Linked DNA regions of Rattus norvegicus: regions 1 and 3 are each linked to region 2. Evidence: chromatin contacts called from public Hi-C data. All regions are on one chromosome and are shown on one strand. The core of a region is the stretch at or near the end of the contact, and the rest is flanking DNA. Distances in the headings are between cores, read along the strand shown. Region 1 has its middle 150 kb from the start of Kcnrg. Region 2 has its middle 81 kb from the start of Kcnrg. Region 3 holds the start of Trim13 (tripartite motif-containing 13).

The links. A called contact is a pair of places that touch in the nucleus more often than the background predicts.
Region 1: a Hi-C map of Schwann cells shows a contact between it and region 2, with 2.7 times the contacts expected there. The contact joins two enhancer-like sites. A contact is called at or near these places in 2 of 12 Hi-C or Micro-C datasets (Schwann cells and mammary epithelial cells).
Region 3: a Hi-C map of liver shows a contact between it and region 2, with 1.5 times the contacts expected there. The contact joins the promoter of Trim13 here to the enhancer-like site in region 2.

Annotation. Positions count from the first base shown.
Region 1 is chr15:40,102,368-40,105,592 of GRCr8, reverse strand. No RefSeq gene overlaps it. Among named protein-coding and RNA genes, the nearest start is that of Kcnrg, 150 kb to the right of the region's middle. Within about 2 kb of position 1,897, at least 50 of the 93 cell types and tissues checked have an H3K27ac peak or open chromatin away from gene starts, as enhancers often do. A contact at or near this core is called in Schwann cells, where this site is marked.
Region 2 is chr15:40,030,329-40,033,547 of GRCr8, reverse strand. No RefSeq gene overlaps it. Among named protein-coding and RNA genes, the nearest start is that of Kcnrg, 81 kb to the right of the region's middle. Within about 2 kb of position 1,572, at least 86 of the 93 cell types and tissues checked have an H3K27ac peak or open chromatin away from gene starts, as enhancers often do. A contact at or near this core is called in Schwann cells and liver, where this site is marked.
Region 3 is chr15:39,938,496-39,941,347 of GRCr8, reverse strand. Trim13 (tripartite motif-containing 13) reads right to left here and starts at 1,452. Exons shown (of 3, transcript NM_001012210.1): 1 at 1,432-1,452; 2 at 1,118-1,216.

The DNA.
Region 1 (3,225 bases), core at 648-3,147, 72 kb before region 2:
TCCCGGCCTTTGGAAGGTTAAGTCACCGGCAGCTGCTACAGAGTAAGCTCCAGTCAGCCTGGGCTCCACTGATTTCTAACCAGAAATAATGGAGGACATTAAATCATTGAAGGAAAAATCTGCAACCTAAATTCTATATCTGTTTTTTTTTTTTTAAGTATATCTCAACAATGAGGCAATGAAGCAAAGACAGGCTCAGACAAAGCGAACCCAGGACAATTCACTGCAGCAGACCTGTAGTGGAGGAGAGATACATGGATGAGGTAACAATCCTCCTCCAACTTAGGACTCCATTAAAAGATAGCAGGTTGCACTGTGTGACCCACACTTGACTGAAGCTGAGCTCAATCCTGCTCCTTAAGGAGATTTGCAGGAAAAGATGTTTCCAGTTATATATTCACCTTAGAAGACAAAACTGTTTGTCGTTGGCCAGTGTTCTTTTTAGAACAAAATGTTTACAAACAACTCACCCCATGATAATTCTTCACTTGTGTTATAATGAAAATAGCCTTAGAGGAGACACCATTTCCACAGGCATCTCACTATGGCAGTGGCAAAAAAGTTCTGAAAAAGTGGCAAAAAAGAGTTCTGAAAGCTGCTCTTCCTCGGGTGTCAAGGATCTCTGTGACTGAGGACACACGCCTGCCTGCTTCCTACCAAGAGCAGGGCCAAAATTACTAACTACATAGTCTTCAGGAAGTCACCTTTCTCACGGTAAGTCGCAAATCACCCCACGGAAGAACCGTGAGCTTCTCCAGCAATGCGGCAACATGTCTGAAGGTCGCTCGGCCGGTGGTTTCAGTTACAGGGAGGGCAGGACAAACACCGAATCTGGATTCCCTCAAGTCATCTTTTAAACAAGAGGAACAGGGGTTGGGGATTTAGCTCAGTGGTAGAGCGCTTGCCTAGCAAACGCAAGGCCCTGGGTTCGGTCCCCAGCTCCGGAAAAAAAAAAAAAAAAAGAAAAATTGTAAACAAGAGGAACATGTAAGACACAGCATCCATGTGTTTGCTGAGTATTTTTAAATCAGTAAACCATCCCCACGAAAGGGTTAGACTAATTAAAAATCGTATCACTGTATCCAGAACTGGTGGTGGAAATAGGATATGGCATGTTCTTTAGATATGAACACGTCACATACTCTCTAAGGCATGTAGCCAGATGTTATTATTTCTTCAAGACTGTTACTTCAACCTCAGGACATTACCATGTCTAGGAAGCTGATAGGGTTTTTGTTAAACTCAGAGTTCCTAAGATATTGCTACACAAATCTGAGAATTTGGGAATTGACTTTTTGGTGACTACTGAAATAAATCTTGTGAGTCTTGTGAGGCAAGTGAGCTATGTGAAAATAAATAAATCACGGGAATTTTTAATATATTTTATTCACAACGAAGGGAAAGGCAAATGATTCACAATACATGTACCCTGAGCTTAGAAATGTTTCTCATCATTATCTAGCAGTGTGTGGTTTTATAAAAACAAACTCCCAAACAGTAATAGGACAGCCTTTTACTCAAAAAATGCATATGGTTCCTTGGCTAAAAATAGAACAAATGATGGAGCTTCCAAAGACACAGTAATCTCCTGGGGACAGAATTTGTTATGCTCCTACGCCTGCAGACTGAAAAGCTGTACTGTATTTAAGGCTTTTTATAAGAATTAAACAAAAACTTAAAGGAGGAAACCCCTCTTCGAGAGGTTTTATAACTTTTTGAAAACTGCATTATACGTTCTAGACATAATGTATCCAGTTTGTATTTGCGCAATATCCACTTTCAAATGCTTTCTAACGGCCCAGGAAGGCTATGTAAGAACTGCTTAGCGGAGTGCACACACCCAGGAACACGTGGCATGCCCGCTCCTGGCTCTCACTCTCTCCATGTCCCACCAGACATGGTCCCTAGGGACTTCTGTGCTCCAGTCTGGAAGGGCTGGCGACTTGGCATAGCCTCTCCCGGGGTGGGAGGGGAGAGCTGCTGACTCAGAACCAAGGCGGGCTGGCTGCTCTCCCTCCCTTTCCCCAGCCCTGCGGGGAGAGAGAACACTGTGGGAAGGAACACCTCCAGACCCCGATGTTCACATCACAGCCTCACAGCCGGCAGGCAAGGAAGAGGACGAAACCAGAATGAGCTAAAGAGAGAGGAACTACGGAGAAAAAGAAAGAGTGGACCTTCCATCCCTGGGCCAGGGCTGAGGAGGAAAAAAAAAAAAAAACCCTGCCCCGCCCCCACTGGGACAGCTGGGCAAACGCATGGCAGGTCTGTGTGCATTCAGTGACTGAAATTCTTCAGCCAGACTCCTACATACGCGTGTGTTTTTAAAACCAGTTTCTCTTCCAACACCTCTTCACGTTTTTGCTATCTTGTCATAAGGATGAGCTGCCCGAGAAAGCACTTAAGCCTTCTCTTGTCAGCTGGACACTGAGCCACGGCTGCTCTATCCTGGATGAAAATCTGTAATTCTGAGCACCCAGGGACCTGGAGGCCCATGTTTTATCCCACCAGGAATTCAGCGTTAACAATAAAATAAAAGGTTTTGTTTTTTAAATTCCCCCAAAGCAGTTGCATGGTTCTAAGTGTAAATTCTGGAAAAAGCAAAATTATTTCATGATAGGCAACAAGTCAGGACAGCTGCCTCTGAGGCAGGGTGTGGAGATGACAGGACGGAATGCAAAGAGAGTATCCTAAAATGTGGTAACATCCTGAGCCAATCCTCATCAGGGTTTACAGCTGTGTGCTTTTATCATAGTTCTGTCAATCCACTGTCTGTGTGCACATTACATTGTACAGAGACTTTTCATTCACTTTACATCTAGATCACAGCCCCGCTCCCCCTTCTCATACTCCCCCCCATTGTCCCCTCCCCTTCTCCTCAGGGAAGGGGACACCCCCTCCCACTGGGTAGGGGCATCTAGTCCCAGCAGAATTACACACACCCTCTCCCACTGAGGCCCAACCAGGCAGTCCAGGTAGGGGAAGAGGAACCAATGGCAGGGAACAGAGGCTAGGACAGCCCTGCTCCACTTGTTGAGGGAGCCACAGGAAGACCAAGCTGCACATTTGCTTTAAGTGTGTAGGGAGTCTAGGTCTAGCTCCTACATGCTGCCTGGTTGGTGGCCCAAGCTCTGTGAGCCCCCATGGTCCCGGGTTAGTTGACTGTGGGTCTTGTGGTGTCCTTGACCCCTCTGACTTGCTCACTTCTATTCCACAAGACGCCCCAGG
Region 2 (3,219 bases), core at 323-2,822:
TGAAAGAAACGAATCTGCTTTTTTTAAGAGCTTTGTTTTCCAAATGCTAAAAAATGAACAGGGTAGAAAAATGGGAAAGCAGTAGCTTAGGGCCTTTGGGTAAATTGCAAAGAGGACAGGAAAGAAAGAATGACCTCCCACCCTAGGCTCTGCGTGCCCCAGGTGTGGGCGACCGAAGCCGTCAGGCCTGCAGTTCCAAACTTTAGAAAGGAAGCGACCACTGCAAAGGTTCACTTTATATTGTCTCACTTCCTTCTTTTAGCAAGCGCACACACAGCAAACTTGGAAGCCATGTTCTAAGCTTTAGAATCTAGGTTCTCCTTTAAAAAGGGAGAGAGAAAGAAACAAAAAGAGAAAAAGAAAGCGGGCCTAAATCTGGAAAGGTTTCTCAACTCTAGGCATATCTATTTCCTCCCCAACTAACTCTTGGAAAAGAAAACCCTACCAAGTTTTGACCCACCCCTCTACCCAACTCCCCCCCCCTTTACCCAACTTCCATGCCCCTCACTGGGGCTAGGGGCCCGTGCTGAAGTGTGGTGGTCCGAACTTGGGGCGGGGGAGTTCTTCTAGATTGTTTACCACTCTCCAGTTGCTGGGAAAGGTCCGACGCGTTTCCTGTTCTCATCGAGCTCAGCCTGTTTTCCTGAACCAGTGAACTGGTAGCTAACTTATATTCTGATCCTGAAAAGTACAACTGCGCTCTAATTCAACCACTTAGGAAAGGGACCAGAAGCTACGGAAGTTAATAACGCTTAAACTAACCACTTATGTTTGGCTTTATTGTAAGGTCTTCTTTTGGTGTTTACCGCACTTTTTGTTTACACGGAGCCCTCCGCCTAGGCTTTAGGCCAGCAGGGCGCTCAGTTTCACTTCGGGGTTTGGAGGGGCCTATCACTTCGTCCTACGGGTTTAAAGGCAACTTCTAAAGGTTTGCCCCAATCACTCCTGTAACAGAAGAGTAAGTCTTCAATAATCGCGTTCCCTTGTCAAGGATCTGATGCGCAAATTCCCTGGTCTTAAAGCACTAGGAAAGCGAGAAGGAAGCTAGCGTGAAGCTAGCTGCACCTGCGGATCCAGAGCGTCCGCCCTGCGCTTCCCGCGCCCCGCGCTTTTGCCGCCTGGAAGCGGCTAGGAGCCACCCCCGCACCCCTCACGCCTGTTGGCCATCAGTGCGGGGAGTGAGGCCTAGCAAGCCAACGCCTGCGGGTGCCGCCGCACGAGGGGGCAGAGGGACTTGTCCAGGCCGTGGGCTCCAAAGCGAGGCCCAAACGCGCGCGCTCTCTGCAAGTAGGGCGGTGGCGCTCCCAAAGACGGAGTGGGTGGGGGTAGAGACGCCCGAGCGAGCGGGACGTTCGGCGCCACTCTGAGCAAGGCGTGGGTCCGTGGGATCCCCCGTCGAGTGGCCAGAGTGTGGGTACCCAGGTCATGCACACCACCCGGGCCCGCGACCCCAGCCACAAGCTGGGGAGCGCCGCAGGGCGGAGGCCGCTGCCACGGAACCAGGCGGGCGGCGCACAGCCCGGGGGAGCTGGTTTTCCCGGGAGGGCACGTGACGGGGTTGGCAGCGCTCGGGCCCAGGAGGGGGGAGGGGGAAGTGGCGAGCCGGAGGCCCGGGGGCGGGCGGCTGGCGCGCTGTGTACTTAGGTCGTGTGCTGGGGCTTTTCTCTCCTGGGAGCGGGCCGAGGGGCGGGGGAGGGGCCACCGCTCCGCCTTCTTCTTTTCGCAATGTTGACGCAATCTATAAATAGTGGAACAAAAGGACCAACTTCCTCGGAGCTTTGCTGAAACTGCACAAAAAATCGAGCTGGGGGGTTCCCTGGTCCCCGATGTTGGGGCGGAGAGCTCGGCGCCGAAGGAGGGGGCGGCGCAGACCGGCCTAGGGGGACACCTGGCCGAGCGCAGCCGCCGCTCCGCTCGAGCCCTGCGCTCCAGTGCCCCCACTGGCTGGAGAGCTCGCCCAGACCCGGGGTCTTCCACCGTCTCTGACAGGTCAGTGCGCACCGCCCCTTTCGACTCTGGCTTCTTTTCTCCCTCCACCAGGCTCCACTTTTAGAAGGAAACCGTGGCGGGGGTGGGGGTGCGAGGGGGGAGGAAATAGAACGAGGAGCAGCGACGGCAAAAAAAAAAAAAAAAAAAAAAAAAAGCTGTAACCCCGGAGTGCACGGAGAGAAGAGAGTGAGGGGCTCCAGGAAGCGATCTGCGCGTGGCTCCCTACGGGAGACGAAGCTCGGCAGGGCTGCCCGGCAGAGCGGGCCGCAGAGTGAAAGGAGGGGGCGCCCGGGAGGCCGTGCGTGTCTCGATCCCCTTTGAACGCAGACCTGCAGAGTCCGCCTAGTCCACGGTGGGAGGAATGAGTGGAGAACTGTTGTCGCCGCCGCCACTGCACCCCCGAGGCCCACGCTCCCTGAGCGCCTGGATTTGGGGACAGGGTTTGAGAAGGGGTACCCCGCGCTCCAGGAGCAGAGACCTGAGCACGGGAGCCCGCTGCGTCGCCGTAGGTGGGGGCGCCGAGGCAAGGGGAAGGCGGAGCTGGCTCTGTTGACAGCAGTGAGGGAGCAGGGAGGGCGAAAGTTGGGGAGAGGAGGCGGGAGAGGTGGGAGTCTGGTGGGGGGGAGGGAGCGCGCGCGCGGGATTCGGAGGGGCGTGGATCACGTGATGGGCAGCCACCCCCGCTACAGGCTGGCGGTAGGGTGACGTCACCACCCTGCCTGCAGGGGGTGGCACTTCCGTTTTCATCCCCCCCCAAGGCTGCTGCTCTTAAGGCTCTGCACCCTCGTGAGGGTGGGCAATAGTTGGAGGTCATCAGGTGGTTTGGCCACAGCCGAGGGTCCGGCGGGGATCCTGGGGGAAGATGGTCTAAAGCTCCAGCGGGGCCACCCCTCGACGCTCCCCATTGTGTGCAGTGGGCGAGGGCGGTGCCGGGTGCCGGGACCCCCGCGGCTCCCAGTTCCAAAAGGACCGGGAGGACTCTGTTCGGTCCAGGCGGAATTTGACCACTAGCTGGTTCCTGAGTCCAGACTTCGCTATCCCAGGGACTAGGATCTTACTCTCCTGACTAACCTTTTGGGCGCCAGTTCTATGGCTCTGGTCCATGGCCCAGCTTGATGGGTATGGGTATGTGGTCAATCTGTCACCACTGGAGCGACTCGATTCCAGCAGTCCTTAAGAGCTATTTTGAGTAAACTCTGGGTTTTGGTGACTCAGCTCGGTGAGCGGCGC
Region 3 (2,852 bases), core at 203-2,702, 92 kb after region 2:
GCTTTATCTTTTATAAAGTGATTGTCACTATTACTTGAAATTAAATACAACCAGGGCACAGAAGCATGACCTGGGGTGGGTGAGAGCAGGGCTGAGGTTGCAGCTCACAGGAAAGCACCTGCCCAGTGTGATCGACTTCCAGAACCCAAGAATGAGTGCACGGAGGAAAAGAACAGTTCGGTGTTAGTTCTACTAGGGAGAAAAGAAGCCTGAAGACATGGGTCTTTCGGGCCTGGACCTGTCACTTTCTGTACACATGGTAAAACACTGACCAGAATCAACTGACAAAGGTTACAACCCATCACTGAGGAAAGTCAGGGCAGGAACTCAAGACAAAACTGCTTCCTATTTCCCCACAACAAAGCCTTCCAACATGGAGCCCACTCACAATCAGAAAGTGCAGCAGACACCATAAGAATGTGGACTGCTGGCTGCCCATGGCCCATAACAGCCCACATTCATCAGCCTAGGGACAGAGCTGCCCACAGTGTGCTCCTCTCCTGTGTAAACTAAGACAAGTCCACAGACCAGCATGAAGAGTGAGTACTCAGTTCAGATTGCTTTCAGGTGATCCTAGGCTGTGTGAAACCGAGGCTTAGCCTTAAGCAGGGCAGAGGCGTAGTTCCGGGGTAGAATATGCTAGCATAGCTCAAAACTGGGTTCTTTCCTCACCAAAAGCTTTTAAAGAAAAAAAAAAAATCAATGAAAAAGGCATAATAGCCCCATTGAACCCTAGCACAAAGAATGCCTATATACTGACATTTTGTTTTAAAAGAGCTCCTCATGCAAACGTCTAGAGAGCTGCAGAGGGAAACTCAAGCCCTCATCTAGAGCCCCAATAGCTGGACAACTAAGACAAACCACACAGGAAAAATGCTGCTGGATCCCTTTTGTTCCTTTAATGCACAATTTTAATAAATATATATAGTAATTACCAAAGAAATGAAAGGCAAGCAAGGCTTCTGAATTTTGAAATATGGAAAGAACAAAGGCCACCTATTACTGAAAGAGGTGGGTGAAGACATTTATTCTTTGTAGTTCCATCTGGAATGGTCCTAGGACTTATAAAATCGGGTATTTTTCCCCTTCATAAATACCAGAAAATATTACCGTTTACCTTTGTTCCCAGCAAGCATGTGCTTTTGGCACGCTTACTCTTTCTCTGGAGAAAGCCGGGTTTTTTTTCCCCACGGTTTGACTGTAAAACTGGAGAACGCTGTAGAGAAAAGAGAAAGAGTGTTACACACACAAATCTGCATTCTTGGCCCTCTCCTGGCTAGAGCGCCTCCACAGCGGAGCGCGGACCTTCCGGGCGGCGACACCGGGACCGCTGCCGCCACACCACGCCGCTCGCCACCGCCCACGCGTGTGTCCCTGGCCACTGGCGCAGGGCCAGCGACTCCCGGCCCTCGGCCCCTACCCAGAGCTCACCTCCACCAACTGCGGTCCGGCTGCGCCGGTGCGAAATGGACACGGCGACCACGCCCTCTGCGCCCCGCCGCCTCGCGCCTGCGCACTGCCCAGGTCGCCCAACCCCTGGGAAGTGCTCCTGGGGAAGCTAAGGCGACGGGATGGGTTTAGGTTGTTGTAATCTTTGTTGTTGTTCTTTGCATTTTTTCAGGAACAACAAAAACAAAACATAGCCCAACCCTTCATATCACTTTGCCTGAATCTCAGGACCCAGAGGACCGGGCGATCGCTAGGTCGAACACCACTGACCCAGCTGTGCAGAAAGGCACCACTGCGGTTCCCCTCGGAGGCAAAAACTTTTAACTGGTTTTAAAATATCTTGCCCGTAGCAGCTGCCCTGACTTTCCTGATATCCTCCTCCTTGGCGGAGACCCGTGGTTACAGAGAATGAAAAAGATGGTTCCTATCCAAATTTGAAAGCCCGAGGTAAATGCCGGGTGAGTGCTGGAGGAGCACGTCCACTACCGCCTTGAGAAGGTCAGCCTTTGAGAGCAGCCTTTGGGGAAAGCCCCTTTCCGAGTCAATGAAAATCTCCTCCTCCCCATTGCGTGTGGTCCCAGCTACACCATTTCTAAGAACAATCCCCGTGATTTCTAATTCAGTCCTCACGAGAGCACCTACAGTGGAATCAAGAGCCGAATCAAGGGAACAGGTTTTTCTACAAGGTGGGAAAACAAGACGCACCTCCGGAGGGTAGCATCACATTCCAAAAACACGTGTAACTGGTTAAATTATTTAATATGTATACCAATAAAGACGGGAGGCATAAACTGGGGTAAAAACCTACTAGCTCAGTGAGGTAGCTTCGTTTTCTAAACTATACATAAAATATCTATTTACAAGTTTGATCCTACAACTACACTGCCAGCTCCTTAGAAACTTCTGAAGCTCCTTCTAGAAAGGATCTTCCTAGCTTAAAAAAAAAAAAAGGCGGGGGACCGGGAGCTCTATCTTTGGTCCATTTGATATAAAAGAAGTCTCTAACCTCTAGCTCCTCCCTTACACCCTTGGCAGACTGAACCAAGGCACCGTCATGATGGGGAGGTTCCAAGACAAGAGGGTAGGAGCCAAACCGTGTCGCCTTTATGGTAGTATAGCTCAAGGCCACCCAGTTGACTTAGCCTCTGGTCTTAGAAAACCAAGACCTCTCTCAAGCAATTGTCTTAAAATAGTCAGGAATTTACATTCTTTAGCATCTTATCTAAGGAGCCTTTTAGAGGGACACCCAAACTGCTTCTCTACTGGACTCACCTAACTGCATCTGATGAACAGATATCTACACCTAGGCTTTGACGGTACTCTATGTACAATAATCAAGTACCTTGTAACAGACAGGTTCTTTTCTACAGCACCAAAAATGTCAGTGCAAATGAAAGCTTTGT